Regions from separate parts of the Mus musculus genome. Here all the other regions are linked to region 3. The links are chromatin contacts, called in public Micro-C and promoter capture Hi-C maps. All regions are on one chromosome and are shown on one strand. The core of a region is the stretch at or near the end of the contact, and the rest is flanking DNA. Distances in the headings are between cores, read along the strand shown. Region 1 holds the start of Mkrn2 (makorin, ring finger protein, 2). Region 2 holds the start of Cand2 (cullin-associated and neddylation-dissociated 2 (putative)). Region 3 holds the start of Tamm41 (TAM41 mitochondrial translocator assembly and maintenance homolog).

Region 1 (2,991 bases), core at 212-2,711, 560 kb after region 3:
TACTCTAACAGGGCCACACCTTCAAATAGTGCCATTCTCTGGGCAAGCACATACAAACCATCACAGGCATGCACTACCACAATTGGCCGTGGGCACAGTCTTCTGCAGATCTTTTGTAGGTAGCCACAGCTACTGAGTGTTCCTAAGTCTAAAGCTATGTCATGTCGGGAGACAGCATTCCATGGCACTCTCCCAACCCTCCAGCTTTTACATTCTTTCTCCCCCTTCCATGATATTCTCAGAGCCTTGCTAGCAAGGTCAGGGTATTGGCACACATGTTCTATTTAGAGCTGAGCATTCAGAAGTCCTTACCTGTTTTTACAGTGTACCACCTCTATAAAATGAAAAGAATACCCATAATGTTTCCAGAGTACTATGCTGTTCATTTTTTCTTCTTCTTCTTTTTTAAATTTATTTATTATATGTAAGTACACTGTTGCTGTTTTCAGACACACCAGAAGAGGGCACCAGATCTCATGATCTCATTTCGGCTGGTTGTGAGCCACCATGTGGTTGCTGGGATTTGAACTCAGGATCTTCAGAAGAGCAGTCAGTGCTCTTAACCGTTGAGCCATCTCTCCAGCCCCCTGCTGTTCATTTCTATACAATGCCAACTCAACACAATAAACCAGGAGACACTTTTTCAAAGCTGATAACACAACTGTAGTTTGCAAAAATCCAAATTATATATATGTACATACTGCTTCAGTGTCTGCCTCCAGATTCCTGCCTTGAGTTATGTACGTATGTATGTATGTATGCATGTATGTATGTATGTATGTATGTACACAAAAAGATCAGTACGGGGAGAGGATATTTGGTGTGGATATAATCAAATACATTGTACACATGTATGAAATTATCCAAAAATAAATAAATAAATAAAAATTCTTACTAGAGGATGGCTCAGTGGTTAGGAGCACTGGCTGTTTAGTTGGGGACCAGGGTTCAGTTCCCAGCACCGACATGGTAACTCACAATCGTCTGCAACTCCAGTTTCAGGTGATCTAACTCCCTCTTCTGGCTTGCACCAGCACTGCATTCCACTTGGTGTACAGCCACACATGCAGGCAAAAACACTCATATCATAAAATAAAGATAAATAGTAAAATTACTTTTATCATCATTAACATCATCAATCATCATCATCATCATCTTAAAAGACTGCCTTGAGAGATGGGGGCCGAACCCTAGAAGTAAGGGCCTCGCAGATGATTGGTAAATTCAGTATACTAGACATGCTCAGACCCTTAGCCTCAGAAAGTTGGGATCCGGACTACTAAGGAGTAGGGACCTTCCGGCTCCAGGCCCTGGCGGAACCCATTGTGATGGTGGTTAGGTTTCCGGGCGGCACCTTAGAAGTAGCGCACGAACGAGGGTGGCGCGCGCAGGAGTGACGCGACTCCGCGGGGGGCGGGGCGGGGCGGGGAAGGGCGGGGCGGGGCCGGGCTGGGCCACGGCGCTGGCGGCTCTGAGGTTTCAGTGCGACTCCAGCCCGTGGCCCCGCCGCCATGAGCACCAAGCAGGTCACCTGCAGGTGAGTGCGCGGCCCCTCTGGGCCTTGGGCGCTGCGGGGCAGCCAGGGAGGGAGGCGAGGGGCCGAGGCGGGCGGTGGCGGGGGGCGGACAGCGCGGATAACGCGCAGGAAGGCCGCATAGAGGCTAGAGCGGCAAGAGCTGCTGCAACCGCGACTTGCAGAGAGTGAGCGAGGGCGATTGCGGGGAAACACGGGCAGGTCGCATTTCTTATCCAGCATCACCACTGAGCCTCCGAAGAGTCCCATTTCGAGATGCAGGAAACCGAGGCCACCAGAGGTAAAGCGACACCCATTTAGGAACAGAAAGGCGGCTTGTTAGACGAAGTGGAAAGCAGAAAACTATTCCGTGACTACTATTTTGAAACAAAAATAGTTGGGTTGAGTAGCAACGTACTAACTTGGTGACGAGCTTGTGGCTGTCATTGGGGTCTAGTCCTGTGAGTTTGCATGCTCAGGAGGTGCAGCTTGGGAAGTAAGGCTTGTGAGAATCCCGACTGTGGAAACCCAAATTTCAAAAGGCTCCAAAATCCAATACTCTTAAGATACCTAAATAGAAGGCGGGCGGTGGTGGCGCACGCCTTTAATCCCAGCACTGGGAGGCAGAGGCAGGTGGATCTCAGTTAGTTGAAGCCAGCCTGGTCTATAGAGGGAGTCCAGGACAGCAAAGGCTACACAGAGAACTTTTTCAGGGTATGTGTATAAGCATATGTGAAATGATGAATTCTGTGTTTAGACTCTTGTACTATCCCCAAGACCTTATGTACATGAAAATACTGTAAAGTACAAAAAAAATTAAAGACTCTCCTGAGCCCAAGCTTTTTGGATTAAAGGAGCCTCGGCTTATACAGACTTTAGTTGGTTTCAGTAAATTAAGAAATTGAGATGTAGTTTGGATATGTGGTAAGCATTTAATGACCTTGTTATTTCTCATTAGTGCAGACTCCTAGAACTAATACCTTTATGAAGAGTTCTGTTCGACTTAAGATATTAAGGGTTGAACCATGTACCAAGGTCCCAGGTGGTTTATGTTAAGTAGTAATCAGAAAACTGCAGTTTGTGTATGTCTGTGTGTGTCTGTGTGTATGCATATGCTAGTTTTGTGTTAACTTGACAAAGTTGACATGAGACATCATCATTTGGGAAGAGGGAACCTCTTGGTTGATAACTGATGTGGGAGGACCCAGCTCACTGTGGGTGGTGCCACCTCTGGGCTAGTGGTCCTGGGTGCAGTAAGAAAGGCTGAGCAAGCCAAGAGGGTCAAGCCAGTCAACAGCACTCTCCTTGCTTCTGCATTAGCTCCTGCCTGGAGTCCTGCACTGGCCTCCCATAGTGATGGAGTAAGACACTTAAGTAGAAGATACCTACAAGTCTAAGCTCTCCTCCCAAAGTCGCTTTAGGTCCTGGTGATTTATCACAGCAATGGGAACTTTTCGGCAGTCCTGTAACAGTGCTTG
Region 2 (2,841 bases), core at 67-2,566, 740 kb after region 3:
TCCCCTGAAGGGCTGTCTCCCCTTCTCATTCATGAAACAATGACTTTCTTCTGGGATGGCCACATAGGTGTGAGCGAGACAGGAGCAAGAAGACTAGGAGAAATGTAGAGGTCCCTAGCCTCCAAGGCTTGGGACTTTGTAGCCACTGTTCAGTCATCTAGAGGAAGAGAAGTTGGATTAGGAGTCGGAAATCAAAGATGTAGCAGATGTCTCATTTAAATCCTTCCTTTCTTTATCTTTTTTTCTAAAGACAGGATCTATGTAGCCAAGGTTGAAATTTTGATCCTCCTGCCTTCCTGCCTTCACCTGCCAAGTTCTGGAATTGCAGGTATGAGACACCCCAGCCCCCTAGATTTCCTTTTACCAACCTGAGGGTGTGGCTCTGTGGTAGAGAAGAACCAAAACAGAAATTTTAATACATTTAAGATAAAACTTTCTTAACCAGGGTCTTGGTGCATGCCTTTAATCTCAATACCTGGGAGAAAGAGGCAGGCAGGTCTCTGAGTTTGAGGCTAGCCTGGTCTACAAAGTGAGTTTCAGGGCAGCAATTACTATACAGAGAAACCTTGTCTCAAAAAACAAAAACAAAAACAAAAAAGAAAAAACAAAACAAAGCAAGAAAGATAAAGGTTTCTTTTATTCCTTTGAGTAACTAAAAATAGCCAGCAGAGGTTGTGTGACTCCCCAAGCTAGGTAGCAGAGATTTGAAGCGACACTTCCTTTCCAGTTTAAAGAGTCCCCCTAAAGATCTACGCGCGCGCGCGCGCACACACACACACACACACACACACACACCTCCTAACTGGGGAAAACTGTGATCAACTTTAGGGAACAGCTATTGCTCTCGGCTTTGGGAACCTGAAGTCCGTCCTTAATTCATCTCAGGTTCTTTGGCTGTGTGGAACCTGGTAGAATCTGGAATTGCCATCCCATGTCCCTGTTTGCATGAGTGCCATTGAGAGAGCAAAGTCAAGGGGTCTTCAAGGCACAATCGGGAGAAGGCGTGGTCAGGGCCGGGTGGTGAGCTGCTGGTGCCCATGCTGAGCAGAGCTGTCCAGGAGAGGGGGCCAGGCCCGTTACTTCAGTCCTGCTCGGGACAGGAGGGGAGAGAGAGAGAGAGAGAGAGAGAGAGAGAGAGAGAGAGAGAGAGAGAGAGAGAGAGAGAGAGAGAGAGAGAGAGAGAGAGAGAGAGAGAGAGAGAGAGAGAGAGAGAGAGAGAGAGAGAGAGAGAGAGAGAGAGAGAGAGAGAGAGAGAGAGAGAGAGAGAGAGAGAGAAGGGGCGTGGCCGGTGGGGGAGGGGGCGTGGTGGAGGGGAGGGGAGGCCGCGCCGCCATATTCGATTCGACCCGCAACCCCGCGGCGCAGCCAGCATGAGTACCGGTGCCTTCTACATCTCCAGCCTGCTGGAGAAGATGACGTCCAGCGACAAAGACTTCAGGTGCGCCCTGTGGGGGCTCGGGACTCGTTTTCAGGGGTCTCAGCCTGTCCCGGCCGCCCCTCTGCTCCCCTGCCCCCCCCCTGCGGACCCCTGTGGGAGCCCCCGGCCTCTTCGCCTGGGCCTGGCTGGGCCTGCAGCCCCGCCCCCAGCCTCTTCCCGCCTTTGCTGTGCTGGCCTCTCAAGTCCCCAACACTGGGCGCCCCCCAGGCTCTCCAGTGAAGTCCCCGTCGGCCTCTCTTTGGAACCCAGTGCAGTCCTCTTCTGACCCTCATTGAAACAGGCCGCTTCCCTGCACAACCTCCATCCAAGGCTATCTTCCGAGACCCACACTTCTGCCCGGTCTCTAGGTTACCCCATCCCCCGCACCCTGTACCCCTACCGGGTCTCCTAACCCTAACAAACTTTACTTTTCTTTCATCTCTTTCTTTTCATCCCGTGCCTTTTCTCCCTGGCCCCTCATCACCACCCCATCTTCCTTATTCCCCTCCTCTCCCAAGATGGTTTAGAGCAGGAAGCAAAGGTTGGGGTGAGGGCTATCTCTCTCCCCCATTCTTTTTCTCCTATCCTCCTCTCCAAACACCACAGAAACACAGGAACAGAGTTGGCAAGAGGAATGGGAATATCTGATGCAGCCCCTCTTGCAGGGGAAACTGAGGTTCAGTGATAAAAAGGGGTTGTTGGTCAGTTGTGGACCCTCAAGTCAACAGGACAGTGCACCATTCTGAGTCTTCTGTCACAGTAGTTATCCCTCCGATTACAAACAGGGAAAATTAGGTTCAGGGACATGAAGGGCCTGGATACAATGCTAACGGTAGGGCCAAGCAGAGTTGGAGGTGTCAGTGGGATTCCCAATCTAGCCAGTCCGGAGGGGCCAGAAGCCTATTTGTGTGGTCTGACCTTTTCCGTGTCCTGTAAATACAGTCCTCAAAAATCTCTGTGCAGCCCTAAGCCCCACAGTGGTAGTAGGGCTTGGGATCCTTTGCCCTGGCTTCAGATCTCGGCAACCATCACTAACTAGATCTGTAAGTGATGGGCAAAGTACTCCATGCCCTCTGAGCCTTAGCTTAGCTGTTTGTGCTTTAGGTAGCAGGTAAGTGCTTTGTGAATGGTTGTCCTGACTCTGTGCAGGGAAACGGGGCAGGTCCTGGTAGACTGTTCTTTGTTCTTTGGGCCCAAGTTCTTTCTGTTCTCCAGAAGTCTGGAGGGGGCTTTGACTTACTCAAAGTCACATGGCCTGCCAGAGTTGAGGGAATGACTCCTGGGCCTATCAGGGAGTTGGCTCTATCACTCAGGGCCTGAGAAGCCCTTTAAATCTGTCCCTGCCAGCAGCGTTGAGGACACCTAAAACCACCCTGAGCATATGAGAATGGTTTCTATTTTTAAAAGTCTGAATACCAAGAGCC
Region 3 (2,700 bases), core at 64-2,563:
GAAGGATGATTGTAAAAAAAAAAATGTATAATTATGATAATCTATATGAAGTAACTGGACAGCTCACAATTTCTCATATGCCCATGATCCATACTTTCCCATTTGTTAGAGAAAATCGGTAGGATGTAGAAGAAATTCAAGAAACACCAGGTGAATTTTAACTGGAAGAAAGACCTGGCCAGGAGCTAGACCCAGGATGCCCTACTGTACAGTGACTGAGACTCCGTACTCTGGAGTAACAAGCCTCAATCCTAACTAGATTCCTGTTCAATGTGCTGACCTGAATAAATGTGCTACCTGCCTGGGCCCTACACCCAGTCCATCAACTTCCTGAAGCCCACGGATCATTCCGTATTTTCTCCTTATCTTTCGATGGGATTTTCAAAGTTAGCTTCCAATTAGTCACCTGGGATGTTTTACACACTGCTAAAGTCCTAGGCCAATGAAATCAATCCCTGCAGACAAAACCAGTCTTTGTATTGCTAAAAAGCTATGGAAAACTCCAATGACAAAGGCTGAAAACACTTAAGTAGGACCTGCTACTTTGTTTTTTCCCCCTTCCCACTACATCTCTGCAATGCCACCACCTCTTCCTCATCACTCCCAACTTAGATTGGAGACAGACTACTCATGCCTCACTTATCCTATCAGCTCAGGCTGGTGATGGATCGGCATATAATAGCACTTGCTGCCAAACCAGATAAACTGAGTTCAACCTACCACGACCCACGTGGTGCAAGGAGAGAAACAACTCCCTCAAGTCGTCCTGTGACCTTCAAGTGTGCGCAGAAGTACAGGTGCGCTTGCTATATAATCACTAAGTAAATGTAAACATATAGATTTGCCTGGCGTGACAACACGAGCCTTTTAATTCCAGTACTGTGAGTTCGAGGGCAGCCTTCAGCCAACCCTGACCAGGGAAATCCAAATTCCGCTCACACCGAAGGACACTTTGCTAGGATGAACATTTCAACAATTGGCTCTTGGCGTGTCCGGGCTCCGCAGGAATGAAAGGCATGCGAGGAACGGCGAGGGCGAACAGGTGCCAGGCATGGGACTGGTCGGGGAACTAGGGGGCCTCCGACTCACCTCCTGGTGGGCACTGGGTCCTGCCTGGCGATACACCGCGGAGCCGTAGGCGAAGGCCAAACTCAGGTCCTCCGGGAAGTGAGCCAGGATCCTGCGCAGGCCCACGCCCGAGCTGTGCAGCGCCTGCAGCGCCATGGGCGGGCTGGCCCGCCGGTGGGACAGACGGTGCTGTGCCGACCCTGTGCTCGCAATTCCCGGTCGTGCGGACCGCGCTTCCGCCCGGTCCCGCCCCTCCACGCACGCGCGCTTCAGAGCGGGCAGCTGGCAACCTGCGGGGAGGCCGAGGCTCCGTAGCGCCCTCTAGCCGGCGGAGGAGCACATTACATGTCTATCCTGTGACAACCTGCTATAGAGCCTAGCAAATCCTTTGTAGCACTAAAACTACGAATGGTTATTAAACCATTTAATTAATTAAATCATCCTTATATTGATTTTCTTTTTGCTTTTTGTTTTTTTTTTTGAGATAGGGTTTCTCTGTGTATCCCTGTCTGTCCTGGACTAACTCTGTAGACCAGGCTGGCCTCAAAGCATTCAGACAGGGTTTCACTGTGCAACAGCCCTGGAATTTGCTATATAGACAAAGCTGGCCTCGAACTCACAGCCATCCACCTGCCTCTGTCTCCAAAGGGCTAAGATGAAAGCATGAACTACCTCATTCACAACCTTGTGGAGCTATCACCTCTAGTGCCAAGTTGTAGGAGCATTTGAAGATTTAGAAAAACAAAAGAAATGTAAAACATGCCGGCCCAGGGGATTGTGATTGCTAGAAACTGACTGTGGTTTCTTCATGTTAAAGGTCTTTTTCAAGTCTGATAATAAATAAATGTTCCATAAAAGGAAACATATTGTATAAATATTCCCTCACATTTGCATTCAATTTTAGAGTCAGAGAAGTCTTCTTGCCCCTTCAGGGATGGTGTCTTAGTCAGGGTTTCTATTCCTGCACAAACATCATGACCAAGAAGCAAGTTGGGGAGGAAAGGGTTTATTCAGCTTACATTTCCACATTGCTGCTCATCACCAAGGAAGTCAGGACTGGAGCTCAAGCAGGTCAGAAAGCAGGAGCTGATGCAGAGGCCATGGAGGGATGTTCTTTACTGGCTTGCTTCCCCTGGCTTGCTCAGTTTGCTCTCTTATAGAATACAAGACTACCAGCCCAGAGATGGTCTGACCAATAAGGGGCCTTTCCCCCTTGATCACTAATTGAGAAAATGCCTTACAGTTGGATCTCATGGAGGCATTTCCTCAACTGAAGCTCCTTTCTCTGTGATAACTCCAGCTGTGTCAAGTTGACACAAAACTAGCCAGTACAATTGACCCCTTGTCAACCTGATACACAAACACATCACTAGTAAGCCTCAACCCTTACATTCTTATTCATCCCCAAGATCTAAATAACTTTAAAAGTCCCACAGTCTTTACATATTCTTTTTTTTGGGGGGGGGCTTGTTTAAACACTTTATTCAGAGGCTTGGGGAAAGATGGTAGAACACGCTGTCTGCTGTCCTGCGCGGGGCAGACCTTAGAGCAGTCCCGGTCGCTAAGAGCGTCTTTACATATTCTTAAAATTTCAATCTCTTTAAAATATCCATCTCTTTTAAAATCCAAACT

The links. Promoter capture Hi-C pulls out the DNA fragments that hold promoters and counts their contacts. A called contact is a pair of places that touch in the nucleus more often than the background predicts.
Region 1: a Micro-C map of the HL-1 cell line shows a contact between it and region 3, with 4 times the contacts expected there. The contact joins the promoter of Mkrn2 here to the promoter of Tamm41 in region 3. A contact is called at or near these places in 4 of 39 promoter capture datasets (the 3T3-L1 cell line, hippocampal neurons and stem cell-derived epiblast-like cells), 3 of 484 Hi-C or Micro-C datasets (the HL-1 cell line, embryonic stem cells and pancreatic cancer cells), 2 of 115 datasets of contacts at active chromatin or transcription factors (astrocytes and embryonic stem cells) and 2 of 9 other capture datasets (adipose tissue and liver).
Region 2: a contact with region 3 is called in a promoter capture Hi-C map of hippocampal neurons, with 5 times the contacts expected there. The contact joins the promoter of Cand2 here to the promoter of Tamm41 in region 3. A contact is called at or near these places in 7 of 39 promoter capture datasets (the 3T3-L1 cell line, embryonic stem cells, hippocampal neurons and 3 more), 2 of 115 datasets of contacts at active chromatin or transcription factors (pancreatic cancer cells and stem cell-derived neural progenitor cells) and 1 of 9 other capture datasets (adipose tissue).

Annotation. Positions count from the first base shown.
Region 1 is chr6:115,600,477-115,603,467 of GRCm38.p6, forward strand. It overlaps Mkrn2 (makorin, ring finger protein, 2), which reads left to right and starts at 1,462. Exons shown (of 8, transcript NM_023290.3): 1 at 1,462-1,537. The coding sequence starts at 1,512.
Region 2 is chr6:115,773,241-115,776,081 of GRCm38.p6, forward strand. It overlaps Cand2 (cullin-associated and neddylation-dissociated 2 (putative)), which reads left to right and starts at 1,317. Exons shown (of 15, transcript NM_025958.2): 1 at 1,317-1,438. The coding sequence starts at 1,371. It overlaps Mir7660 (microRNA 7660), which reads left to right and starts at 2,417; the gene lies at 2,417-2,479.
Region 3 is chr6:115,036,561-115,039,260 of GRCm38.p6, forward strand. Tamm41 (TAM41 mitochondrial translocator assembly and maintenance homolog) reads right to left here and starts at 1,314. Exons shown (of 8, transcript NM_026894.1): 1 at 1,090-1,314. The coding sequence starts at 1,224.